Linked DNA regions of Mus musculus: region 1 is linked to region 2. A link is a contact called in public Hi-C data. All regions are on one chromosome and are shown on one strand. Each heading gives the region's core, a stretch centred on a gene start, on an enhancer-like site or on the middle of the called end of the contact. The rest is flanking DNA. Distances are from core to core; before and after follow the strand shown. Region 1 overlaps Gm973 (predicted gene 973). Region 2 overlaps Cdk15 (cyclin-dependent kinase 15).

What was found. A called contact is a pair of places that touch in the nucleus more often than the background predicts.
Region 1: a contact with region 2 is called in a Hi-C map of cerebellar granule neurons, with 2.7 times the contacts expected there. The contact joins two enhancer-like sites. A contact is called at or near these places in 14 of 484 Hi-C or Micro-C datasets (Th1 cells, bone marrow-derived macrophages, cerebellar granule neurons and 7 more), 15 of 115 datasets of contacts at active chromatin or transcription factors (T-cell acute lymphoblastic leukemia, craniofacial prominence, differentiating embryonic stem cells and 12 more) and 3 of 9 other capture datasets (adipose tissue, embryonic stem cells and pancreatic islet).

What each region holds. Positions count from the first base shown.
Region 1 is chr1:59,563,119-59,569,367 of GRCm38.p6, reverse strand. It overlaps Gm973 (predicted gene 973), which reads right to left. Exons shown (of 19, transcript NM_001357842.1): 9 at 2,664-2,774. Among named protein-coding and RNA genes, the nearest start is that of Gm28411, 15 kb to the right of the region's middle. Within about 2 kb of position 2,292, at least 42 of the 459 cell types and tissues checked have an H3K27ac peak or open chromatin away from gene starts, as enhancers often do. A contact at or near this core is called in cerebellar granule neurons and cerebellum, where this site is marked.
Region 2 is chr1:59,310,927-59,317,578 of GRCm38.p6, reverse strand. All of the region lies in intron 10 of Cdk15 (cyclin-dependent kinase 15), which reads right to left. Among named protein-coding and RNA genes, the nearest start is that of Gm51625, 54 kb to the left of the region's middle. Within about 2 kb of position 5,143, at least 14 of the 459 cell types and tissues checked have an H3K27ac peak or open chromatin away from gene starts, as enhancers often do. A contact at or near this core is called in cerebellar granule neurons and cerebellum, where this site is marked.

The DNA of each region.
Region 1 (6,249 bases), core at 1,043-3,542, 250 kb before region 2:
AATAGTTGTTGACAGAGCCTTAAAGTTTCAGAAAGATCAGACAGATCATATTCCCTCTTTTACTTGAGATTTTTTTTTGTTTAATACTAAAAAAATCCCCCTAGCTATGCTCCCCAAAGAACTCTTCTGTGTGGCACCTGGGGTATCCAGTCAATCAACACGCATTTCTTGGACATACGATAAAGAGAAGGGGTTCCCTAGAATTCATATATTAGGGAGCCAAACTGAAAACAGATGCAGATAGATCCAAAATCACCAAGGTGGGGCTGAGAGAGAGGAAAGGGATGAGATTACATCTAGGCAGTTGTCCAGAAGGAGGTAAAGTTATTCAGCAAAATGTCCTAGAAAAGATGAACTTAGAGCTTGTCTAAATATGAAGAAGGAAAAAGGCCTGGAGAGAAAAGACTGGAAGCTGAATGTTTGGGCCGGACTGTGGGGTGGGAATCACTGGAGCTGGAATGTATGGGAGACGACTCTGGAAGGGGGTAGAAATGGCAGCCATGCACACTGAGCCTGGGATGTAACTTGGGGGTGAGCTGCTTGCCAAGTAATGTGGGAGGCCTGGGTTCCATTCCTAGCACCAAAATTAATATAAGTAAGTAAAATAAAATTTAAAGGTTGGGTCTGAGAGTCTGTTGTGGCAGAACAAGTCCTTTACAAAGGGGAAAGGGGCTTTGAATATACTCCCTGTCAGATCAAAAGATGAAACCCCCTAAGTCTACAAATGATTTTCAAAACAACACAACAACAAAAATACCCTTCAGGTGTTCTGAACTGATGGCTAAACAGTAAAAGTACTAGCTGCTCTTTCAGAGGACCTGGGCTCGAACTTGCCACCTTCTCATTGCTCACAAGTCTCTGAAGCTCCAGTAACAGAGGATATGATGCCCTCTTTTGTCCTCTTTGGACACTGCATGCTCATGGTGTATAGATATGAATGCAGGCAAAACAGACCCATACACATAAAATATAAATGAGTATAATTTCAAAAAATGTGCTTCAATCAATGGGGCCTGTTAGAAAGGTGGACCTGGTGTTTTGGATCATTGTGGGAAGATGTGAGTAAGATTTCCCTCACTTTCTAAGGCACCATTGAATCATTGAATCACGACTGAAGCTCAAGCAACTGTTCTGAAGGAAAGCAGGAGAGAGAGAGACTGCCTAGCTGACTCCTTCAGCACAGTGAATGCTTTTGAATTTGAGAAGCAACTGGAATTGCATGTGCCATCCTTGGGACTGGGAGAAGATGCGGGCAACTTTCCATTGATTTAGCCTAAGTTTTATTTCTCCCTCTCTCTTCCTCTCTCTCTCCCTCTCTCTCTCTCTCCAAAATTTGGAGAGGGGGGGTTTGCTGGGACTCAAACTCAGGACCTTGTATGTGCCAGGCACTCTACCCGAGTCCATTCCAGCCTCTGAACTCTTTTTCAGTGAGCACTTCTATGTGTTGGAACTGTGATGGGTGCTGGAGACCAGGAAGTGTCTGGGGCATTATATATATACAACAGACTTAACACTTAAATATTCCTGTTTCTGCATCGTCCAAAGAGAAACTACTTCAGGAACAGCACGGACAAATGTGTGGCAGGTGACCGTCCCATTTGCTTCCCTGCTGGCCCACCAGCTGTACCATAGAGTCCTCCCAACTGTCTCACTACTGCTCCAACAGATTCAGACCCAAGATATTTGAAAATCCATCTTCTGGTATAACCCAAATGGTGAGGGAAGCTCTTGGATGCTGGGTTCAGAAGCAAATGTATCTATCCTATTCCCCAGAAATCCCTATAGTGGGTAGAACTTACAGCGATAGATGCAGGCTGTAAAATTCAGTCAAGGGATGTCTCTCTCCCTCTCCCTCCCCCTCTTCCTCTCCCTCTCACACCCACTCTGTATTTCTTGTCATTTTGGGTGAGGAAACATGGACACAGGAAACATCATTAGTCCACACAGAGGACAAGCCAGGGCTATGGAAATCTGGCCCTGAATCCAGGCCCTCCTCATTAAGCCAGTTGTGACATAACCAATTCATGCAGCTTTTAATCTTCCCCATCAAGGGGCTTGCTGGCTGCACAGCTCGTGCGAGCCCATCCTCATGGGTTCTGGGTGGTTGATACTCATCACCCTCTGACTTTAGTTCTTTTTTCCTTTGTAAAATGGCTACTGTCCAGAGCCAGCAGCTCTTTTCCAAAAACGTTCCCGTGCCAGAAGGGGTTTTGGAAACTGCCTTGCCATCTGTCTATCAGGAGCCAGGTGACTCATAGCAGTGAACCAACTCACATAACAAGGATGCCTGATTGGATTGCCAATTAGCCACCTCCACCTCAGGAGCGTGGTTGGAAAGAAGAGAAAAGGCAGTGTTTGGTTTGGGCAAATACCAAAAGGGCTTTATCATCCTGATCAAGGCACCGGCCTGGCACACTAGAGCTCTTCCAAGCTATTCCTCTGCAACTCCTGTCTCCAGATGTTGCGGCAAGAGGGAACTTGTTCCTCAAACATAGGGTTATTGTGTCTAGACCACAGAGGAACCTCTGTGTCAGAGAGCGGGAAAACCTGGCTGTTTCATGTCTGGTTTTAATGATGTCTCTGCTGCTTCTGGGAACCTTTGGTAACTGAAGGTGAAGCCTCCCCCTTTGAAAAGGAGGCTGACCCAGATTGTGTCACCTCACCTTGTCCCAGTGGAAGCACCTCTGTTCCCATGAGCCTCGGGAGCGTCAGGCAGACGTTTTCACCATCTGGACTCAGCAAGAAGTGTTTCAATGTCAGATCTCTGGAGTCTTCTTGAAAATAAGCACAGGCATGGATGGCGTTAGCCCCAGTGCAGGTGAGGGAGGCAGAGCGAGCCTGGCTGCGTTCCTCTAAGCCCAAATGGGCACTGGAATGCATATTCTGGTGTGCTCTGTGCTTGCCAGAGTTTAGAAGGCTCTATTGTCCATGCCTTGTCCTCTGGGGGCCTTCCATGATCATACACCATACCCATGCAGGGTCTGGAGAAGGTGGCAGCTCTGGGCATTTAGAAGGTGGGGCTAAGCCAGTGGGGGTCCATCTCCAGTTAAGTGTAACCAAGTCCCTGGGTACAGGAGTTGGCGACTCCTGCCTTAGTTTTTTTTTCTCTGGGTCAACGCTTTTGTGAGGTATTCCATGTGTACAATCACAGTCTAGGACCAAACGCTGGGGCTGCACAGGAACTCCCAGGCTGCACAAGGAAGTTGTCTGTCCCTTGGTTACTTGCAAAAACTCAAGGTGTTTATGTAAACTCACTATGAAAGAAAAACAGGTTTTCCTTCTTCTGTCTCAGCACAGAACACGCCTGTGACCAGCTGTGTGGAGGGAGGTTCTCCTTTTGCCAAGACACACCAGTGGCCGACCACAGTGGGGCTTCCTGTGCCTCTGCGAGATGCTGACATTGCTAGCCGGAGTCCTCAGGTTAGAGGCTCAGATCCACAGGGCTGTCCCCATGGCAGCTGTGGACTGCAAGTCCCCACTTGTGGTCTGTGCTTCTGACCCACCAGTTACAAATTGGGCTCCCGAGAGTCCCACCTTGAGTCTGATACTTTCTCAGGACTTTCACAGAGCTTGCTCATAGACCCTTGGGTTTACTAATGTGATATAAGGAACACAGCCCAGCAGCCAGGTGACGAGACAGATGCACAGGATGGGCACTGGGACCCACAGAGCCCTCTCTGAGCACACTTGACATAATTAGCATAAACTCCATCAATATTAAAGAGGCTCCCCAGGAGTAAGAAGAGACACTTCTATCTGGAAATTCCATGGGAAAGCATGGGTGTTTTATCCATTGGTAGATGGGAGAGTCTGATCTTGAGCATGCTCAGTGAAGGAGGGCCAATCATCCTGAATGTGCTCAGCTTAAGGCCATTGAACCAAACCCTCCAGAGATACAAGTTGTGGGGCAGATGTTGAGATGGCTCAGCAGTTAAAAGCACCCACCACGAAGACTGGCAACCTGATTAGGCCCCAGATCCAAAGAGTGGAAGAAAAACAGTGATGCCCCAAGCTGTCTAACCAGCCACTCAAGGGCTCACAGGGCATGTGCACACACCACACACACCACACACACCACACACACACATGCACACACACAAAATGACAAATATTAAAAGCAAATTTTATCTTCCTGAAAGTTAATAGTGGAGATAGGCTGTGAACCTACAGTTCCTGTGGTTTGGCTGTGGGAGGTTTTTAAATGTCAAAATACCTGACTAGTTGAATAAGAACTTAATGTTTCTCAGCGACTATGTGCTATTTAGATTAGGCAAATCTAATGTCTTTAAGTTCTCAGAGATAGTATCAACACTTCGTACTCTGTACAAGACTTTGACTTGTATGTTGTCGGATGTGCCTCTTTTCAGAGGGATGATGCTTGGAAATGATCCGCTCTGTGTGTAAGTTATCAACTTTGATAATTTTACTCTTCTCCCCTCAGCAATTTTGGAAGGGATTGTTCACTATGTCTGCCATGGAAGGCACTGTCCAGCTGTGCATAGTGACTGTCACTGCCAAGGTTAAGTCTGAAGCAGGCAACTCCTAATCAGTTTAAGTCAACTTGGTAGCTCACATTACACTACTCTTCCATGTCCTGTTCAATGCAAGGGGGCAGTGGTGAGGCAGGCCTCCAGCTGGGGTAGATGCTGAGGGGCACAGACTCACTTACAAACAAATTACATAAAGGTACTTACACATGTGCATATATGTGCATACTCTCAAGAGACTAACACACACAGCCTTGTACACATAGGCATGCAAGCTTACATACCTGTCACATACAAACAATGAGCCATGTGCAGGGAAACATGCACTCTGTCACTGGCTTGAATTCATCTTACACATGTGCTAAGACATGCTTAGACACGCACAGGTATGTATTATGCACACAGCACTACTGTGTCCTTGCTCGGACAGATAAGCATACATATACCACTACAACTTTGAGATCCATAAGCATACATACACTCTCACTCTCTCGCGCGCACACACACACACACACACACACACACACACACACACACACACACACATACACACACACACACACACCAGTAATACACTCGAGACTTCCTGTCTCAGTCCACGCTGAGCCATTCCAGTCTAATCAAATTCTCCCTTTATGAGATGTCCCAAGACTGTGTGTGCATAGGTGTCAGGACTTGTCCAGGGTGGCCCTTGTTGAAGAAGGTGCACTAGTCAAACTTGGGTCCTTTGTATCATGCGTAGGGGGATGAAGCTGAGAGAAAAAGCTCCAAGGCATTGGGACAGAAAGAGGGAGAGTGGGAAGGAAGGGATTTGATTTTGACTACTGAGCTCTAAACAGAGAAGCTGCAAACATGGAACGGAATTATTGACTTAAATATTTAATTTATGCTTACAAGAATTCAGCCACACATGCTTTGGGGACAGAATGAGAGATGGAAGTGGAGAGAGACGGGGCAGGGGGAGAGTGATTGATTTAAATAGCGGCAGCCTGTTTCCAAGTAGCATGAAAGGAAAGGAGTCTAACTGCTGTCTCCTGAGGCTCTCTGCTCCCCTGTTCTCTCACTATGAGCTGTGCTGTGAACAGAGATGCCTCTTGCTTTGCATAACCTGTCTCTCCCTCACTTGCTGGTTCCTTCATGTGGTGCTCCCCAGAGGAGGAAGTGGCTCAGGGCTCTGAGGGAGGAGGAACTGTGAATGGGTTGCATTTTAAAACTATATTAAGATTTATTATTTATTATTTTTATTTTATGTGTATGAGGGTTTGTGTGTATGAATATATGCATTTGCATTATGTTCATGCCCAGTGACTAGGGAGGCCAGAAGAGGGCGTCAGATTCCCTGGAACTGGAGTTAACAGGTGCTTGTGAGCCAACGTGTGCTGAGAACAGAACAGGAGTCCTCGGGAAAGAGCAAATGCTTTTAACTGCTGAGCCAGCTCCCCAGTCCCCAGCTGCACTTGTGACAATTCCTGTCCGTTTCCAGCATGGCATCTTTCTTGAGATTCTCAGCAACTTTTGCTTTCTGAACTGCCTACATTTCAAAGTCCTTGTGTCAGCTGCTACTGCACCCGTGCTCCCACCTTGCCTGCCTGTGTCTAAGTGGGGCTCAGTAACAGAGGGCGTGGCTTGCCCTGCCTCATCTTCCAATAGGAATGCAGCATCTTTTTCTGCCTATGAACAGAGGCTTCAGTTCTGCCTCAGGCTGGAGTATGGCTTCCCTCGGCTAACTTTATCTACTGCAAGGTCTACTGGTTCCTGTGCC
Region 2 (6,652 bases), core at 3,894-6,393:
CCCAGGAAATCTCTCTCTCTCAGCAAGTTACTCATGGCTGCAGCTGACACCAGAGCAGAGGCAGTGTTAGCCTGGATTCTGCGATTTGCTCAGAGTTCTCTGAACCAACACATTAATGGTTTTTTATCCCTTTTGGGGAGAGGATGATTTTCAGTCCAGTATTTGTCTCCTGCATGACTCCCACAGCTCTTACACTGTTATATATATATGTATACATATATATATATACACATACATACATATATATATATATACATACATACATATATATGCCATATATATGCCATATATATGCCATATATATACATACATATCTATATCTATACCATATATATGAAATGATAATTACATAATTCCCCTCCTCCCTTTCCTCCTTCCAACTTTGTACATGTATCTCCCCATGCCTCCCTCTCCCTCTCCTTCTCCTTCTTCCTCTCTTTCTCCCTCTCCCTCTCTCAAATTCAAGATCTATCCCTAAATACATAAATACAACATGCTTAGTCCATTTAATGTTACCTGTATGTACAATCAGCCCTGAGATCATATACATGCAGGGAACATCTTAAAGTGGTTTTACAGTCAGAAGGAGAATTCAGGAGTGAAGCTCCACCATCTGACTAGATTGCTGCTGTCCTTCCCAGTTATTTCTTGCTTCCACCTAGTGGTTAAAAGTTGCAAAAGCAAGCATACCAAAAAAAAAAAATCAAAAAAACAAAACACAACAGGGTGTGGGCAAGGGCACAGATGGATTCCGGTGCCTGTGCCTCTGGGCTTTTTCTGCGTGCAGCTTTTTTTTTTTTTTTTTTTTTTTTTGCCTTTTTGACTTCCACTAAGTTCCCCCAGTGAAAAAACTCCCCAGATGAGGTGCTCTTTCCTGGAACTGAAAACCAGCCTAATCCCGGATGCTTCCCTGTGGCTGAGCTCATGAGGAAATCAGGCGTGCTTTTCAGCAGATATTTCTTTAAAAGTCCTAACAGCCTCAGTGGATGCTGCTCCCTTCTCTATGGGAACAGGCATCAAAGAGACAGGAGTAAAGTGCTTTGCACGCACATCAGGAACTAATTGCCAATTTGGCAAATGCATTGACTAATGTCACGCACTGTTATTTCTAAATCCTCTCCTGTCCTTGACCCCCAGTATCTAGATGTAAACTTGGAACCATTAGTGAAGAAGGATAAAGTCTTCTGGTGCCTCAAATGGAATTGAGAGGGATTTAAACTCAGCGCTTTTGAGCGTGGTGAAATGAACTCAGCAGTACCTTAATGCTAGGATTTGAGCTCACCCAGCGTGAGAGCTTTCAAAAACTGTGTTTAAGGAAGCAAACAGAGCCCGGCAGACCCTTTCAGGGGAGCAAACAGGGCTGGACCGAACAGTCAGTGACACATTAAAAACCACAACTGCGCTGTGATCATGTGGGCAGAAGAAAAAGTTCCTCTTTATCACAAGATCTTTGCATCTAATGAGACGGTGCCTGGACTGCCTCCAGAGAAGCAGGCCTCCGTATATGTTAACAGAGACACGTCTAAATATTTAGCTGATTCCCTGAAAAGCCCTATGTGATTTTGAAGCAAACAGGTCTCCAAGGTAAGACCTTGTCGTCTGTTGCCATTGAAAATCTAGACAAAAAGGGGACTTGGAAAAGAAAAATTAAATATATATATATATATATATATATATATATATATATATATATATATATATATATATATATATATATATATATATATCGTGATCAAAAGCATGAATGCTACCATTTCATTTTCTCTCAGAATGAACTATATTTTAATGCCCTTCAAGGGCTTAGGACAAACACCACAGCAGTTGTTACATTGTCTCAACTGAGTCTGTTTCTCTTCTCTGGTAGGCTTTCTGTCTGGATAGGGAAACCCGCACTGTGTGGGTGGGCATAGCCTCTGTTTAGTTGGCCTCAGAATGCCTGAGGTTCCAATGACTCTGAGTGCATTTTCTTGTGAATGGAGGGAGGAGGTACCAAGGCTGGGGGAACTTTGTAAAAACATCTAAAGGCTTCTGTTGCTCAAATTCACACTACTGTCTCTCGGTTAATAGACCTTAGCCAAGATGAACATCTGGTTTGTTCTAAGCCTCTGGGTTCTCCAGTGCCACAAACCCAGCCCAGATAGCCTTGTCAGTTGGGGCTTTAACCTCTTCAGACATTGGGGTAGAAGAATTCCCTTTAGGACTCTATCTTTGCTTGGGGCTGCTTAGGGAGAGTCACTAAAATCTCCCCCTCCCCCATGCAGGCCAGCAGCCTCAGTGCCGTCAGCTTGATTAATGTGTCTTGGCTAATTGTGTGAAAGATAGCAGCCCTTTAATGAGTGTGACCAGTGTATTGTTCAGCCAATCATAGACACCTCCGTTAGCATGTGAAAGGGGGGTGCCTTGCAGGAGGAGGCTAGGGAGTGCTGGAGGCTGAGTCAAAGGATGAGAGTTTGGGGTGGGGTGGGGGTGAAGAGCAACACCCACTCCTTTGAGGGGAAGTTACCGTGCTCTGCTAACCCTGCAAACCTCCTAGTCAAAGAGCTTTTTCTCCTCCCTCTTTTTTCAAGATCTGTTTTTTTCCCCCATGGCACAAGCAGGCAAGGCCCCGGCTACTCTGCAGATGGAGTTCACGTCGCAGGGTTTTTAATATTTCACTTTTATATTTCTGTTAGAGGATGATCCTGCTGAGAGTCTGGGAATCCAGGCTCGTCAGAACCCCCCCGCACTGACACTTGGATATACCGCTCTGAAAGCCATCCCAGGAGGAAAGATTAAACAACAACAAAAAAAGAGTCTATTTTTCAAAGCCTACTTCTCAATCTGCCCACATCAAAATAAGACAACTGGCCCTTTGAAGTGGAGGACAGACAGTTCTCAGCCAGCTTGCTTAAAGTGAGGAGTGGGGAAGGAGGAAGGAAGGAAAGAGGGAAGGAAGGGGAAAAGGGGCAGTCTTGTTCAAGATACATCCCTCTCTCCTTCCAGACTCACTCAGGTACAAGCAGCTACAATCAGCCACAGCCTAAAGCCCTGCTCACTAGAACTGGGAGAAAGCTAGTTCTTACTGGGGTCAGCACTGGGAGATTTTTAATGTCTCTACCAGAATCAGTATGGTTCCTTACCCAGGCAAGACTTACCCAGGCAAGGCCTAGCAATATCGGCCAATGGATGGAGGCTGTGCTGTTCACCCAAGTGCACAGCAGCCAAACATCTTTGATTGTGCTGGGTAGAGAGTGTAGCAGGACTTTAGCTCAGTAGTACACAGCACATGGATTTCTAAATGGCCAAATGACTGGAATGAATATTTCTTAAAAACAAAACAAAACAAAACAAAACAAAGTGACTGGCCAAGGAACACACACACACACACACACACAGAGTCACCAATAATCCTCAGAGAAATGAGCATCAGGACCAAGAGGCTAAGTCAAATGGCAGTTAGAGTAGACTCTGTCCACAAGACAAAAAGTAAGCTGGGTGTGGTGGGATATGCCACGTGGGAGGCTGAGGTAGAAGGGTCACTGTAATGTATGAGGCCAGCATGGGCTACAGAGTGAATTCCAGGCCAGCCTGAGCTATATAACAAGATTCTGTTATGTACCCCCAGATACAAATGATGGTGGTGGTGATGATGATGGTGGTGGTGGTGATGATGATGGTAAATGCCAGTAAGGATATGGAAAAAGTGGGGCTCTCACTATTCTCACTATTGCTAGGAATGTACGTGAGCACAGTTGCTATGGAAAGATTTATTAAATAAATCTTTATTTTAAAGAAAACCAGGAACAAACCCCCTAGGATCCTGTAGTCTCACTGCTGGGCAAATATCCAAGGGAGCTGAAGCCAGTGTGTTTCGTACACAGCTCTACTTGATGTCCACTGCAGCACTGCTTACACTAGCCAAAGCCTAATGGACTATGGTAGGCATCACTTGAAATAAAAATGGAAACCATGAATTGCTGTATACTCGTAACAGAATACTACATATTCATAAAAAGTAATGGGATTCTGTCATTTCTAGTAACATGGAGGAAACTGTTAACCGAACTAAGTTGAGCACAGGAAGACAAATCTCACATGCCCTCACTTCTCTGCAGAAGGTAAATGTTGACTTCAACGGAAGAAGAGATTAAGGCAGCCTTTAACCAGAGCCTGGGAATAGTGTGGGGGAGGGGAGGATGGAGAAGGGGCTGCTGATGGGAATAGGGGTAACTCATAATGTTCTAACGCTCCCTTCCTCTTCAGTGTCTCTTAAATCACTTCAGTTCAAGTCTGTGGAAAGTGTAAGCTGTAGTTCAGGAATGGGAGCAGATGGACATGCCCCAAGAGAGACCTGCTTACTCATAAGACTTGCTCTGGGACAGGAACCTTGATGATCCTTTAAAATATGGTCCTTTAGATCGAGTTATTAATATGGTACCAACCTCGAGCCCAAGATATGCCACAGTCTTAAGATTTAACAAAAGTGGGGTTAGAAACCCTGGCTGTGATTAAGGTTCCAAGTCTCTTCTCATGCTTAGCCTGACCCACAACCATAGGCTTCCCAAAGCCACAGAAACAGCCCTCACTAAGGAATACTGCAGTCACAGTGAGAATCGGGGAATGAATCCAAACCCATGCTCTGTGGACTCACGAACACAGCTCATCCATCCAGGGCCTGCACCAGTCTGCAGATAGAAAGTACTCAGAAACAGTCTCGCTTCTCTTCTTCTTAAACAGAAGGGAGCAACAGTGCAAAAGTATAAGCCCCGCTGATACTGGGACTGGAGAATTTTCTTTGTGAATAAAAAATTGCTCATTACTTTGACATGACAGCAAAATGAACAACATGGCATATTTCTCTGTTTCCACAGAGCCCAGTTACCTTCTTAGCATGGAATCTGGCAGGGAAATGTTTGGCAATGTTCCTAGCTTTGATGACCATCTGTCATGGGGATATCTCACTATTGCCTGGACCAACCTGCAACTCAAGTATTCGATATTTGGGGTAGCTGCCTATGTTTACCACAGCAAATTTGTATTCATATGCACCTAACTGGGTTTTGAGTCTACATTTCTGCTTGTAGCTATGTTAGGGAGTGGAGGAAGGTAAGTGGGCCCATTTTCAACCGGCAAAGAAGAGTGGATGGGAGGGATTACAGAATAGATGGGAAATGATGAGAACGGGATTCTCCTGGAAACCATGGCAACTAGAGCCAGGAGCTGCTGCAGGCTGGACAATGATCTCCATAAACAGCGTTTCTTTCTTATCTCCATCTTATACCAAAGGGAGAGACATTACTCTACACCTCAAGCATGTTAAACGCCTGGGGAAAAACAGCTAGAAACAGTAAGGCAGTTCTAAATGACCCTAAGGCAATTTAGCAAGGAATATGATCATTCTCGAAGAAGTTGAAAGGACTTTACAGTTAGTCTTTAGCTTTCCATAGAGCATAGCTCTTTCAGCAAATGGAACAGATGCAGGATACAGCCTCTCATCTCTCTCTCTCTCTCTCTCTCTCTCTCTCTCTCTCTCTCTCTCTCTCTCTCTCTCTCTCTCTCTTGGTCTTTTAGACCCAAGTCCTCATGCTTTAGCCTCTCAAGTGCTGTGATTACGGGTGGATATCACCACACCCAGATTTCTTGTTTTCCTCCTTAATCACTTTTGAAGTCTCCCTGCAATTTCTTGCTCTCATGAAACTCTTCAAAGAAAACCTCGTACCAAAATCTGAAATGACAATTGGGGATATCTGGGGATTTAGTAATGGGGTAATGAGGAAAGAGACTATATAGTCTAGCTCAGACCACTTTCCTCCACTCTGGGAGATCTCCATCCTGCCAGGGAAAGGTTATATCAGCAGGGCCTTTGCTCGCTTCACTGGTTCCCAGGGCTTCTGAGATGGCCTATCTTCATTCTCTGGCTCACTGGAAATCTCACTTCTGTCTCAATGCCTTGAAGTGACTTCTTGGTTTTCTGACCATCAGCCATGGCTTGGGGAACACTTTTCAAAGATTTCCCTGTGGACAATACTATTGTTTCATATCTATCTGTCCCCAGCAGCTACTCGTGGGGGGCAATATGTGACAGAAATGACCAGTTGTCAGGCAGAGAGACAATTCTCTAGTTGCATCTTTCCTGGCTTAGCCTAGGTCTGGTGTGCCTCTAGCTCCCTCTGTTGCTTTAGCTTTCCTTTTAGACAAGGCTCAAACATGTAGGAAATAAAGTCAGTGACCGGCATGGGCTCAAAAGTGAGAACAATTCCTTGCTCATGGGATTCAAGGCATGCTGTTCCTTTAAGCCGTGGGGTACTTGGAAATAGACGTAGGCTCCATGGTAACAGTCCTTTTTAATTATTTTCACCTTGTTACCTGGGTTTTATGGCATTGGAGAACTGATTTAACCTTAATTGTTATTTCAATTTCTTTTTAATAAAAGGATTAAGCTGGGCATGGTGGTACAAGCCTGAAATCCCAGCATTTGGGAAAGAGGTGGGTAGTTCTCTGTGAGTTCAAGGAAAGCTTGGGCTACAGAGCAAGTTCTAAGCTAGCTTAGTGAGACTTTGTTCTAAGTAAATGAAACAAAGAAACAAATTAATAAATAGAGAAAACAAAACAATAAAAACAGTCATTGGAAAATATAAAAATCTGGTAGTCTATCTTTGCTGGGTCTAATAAC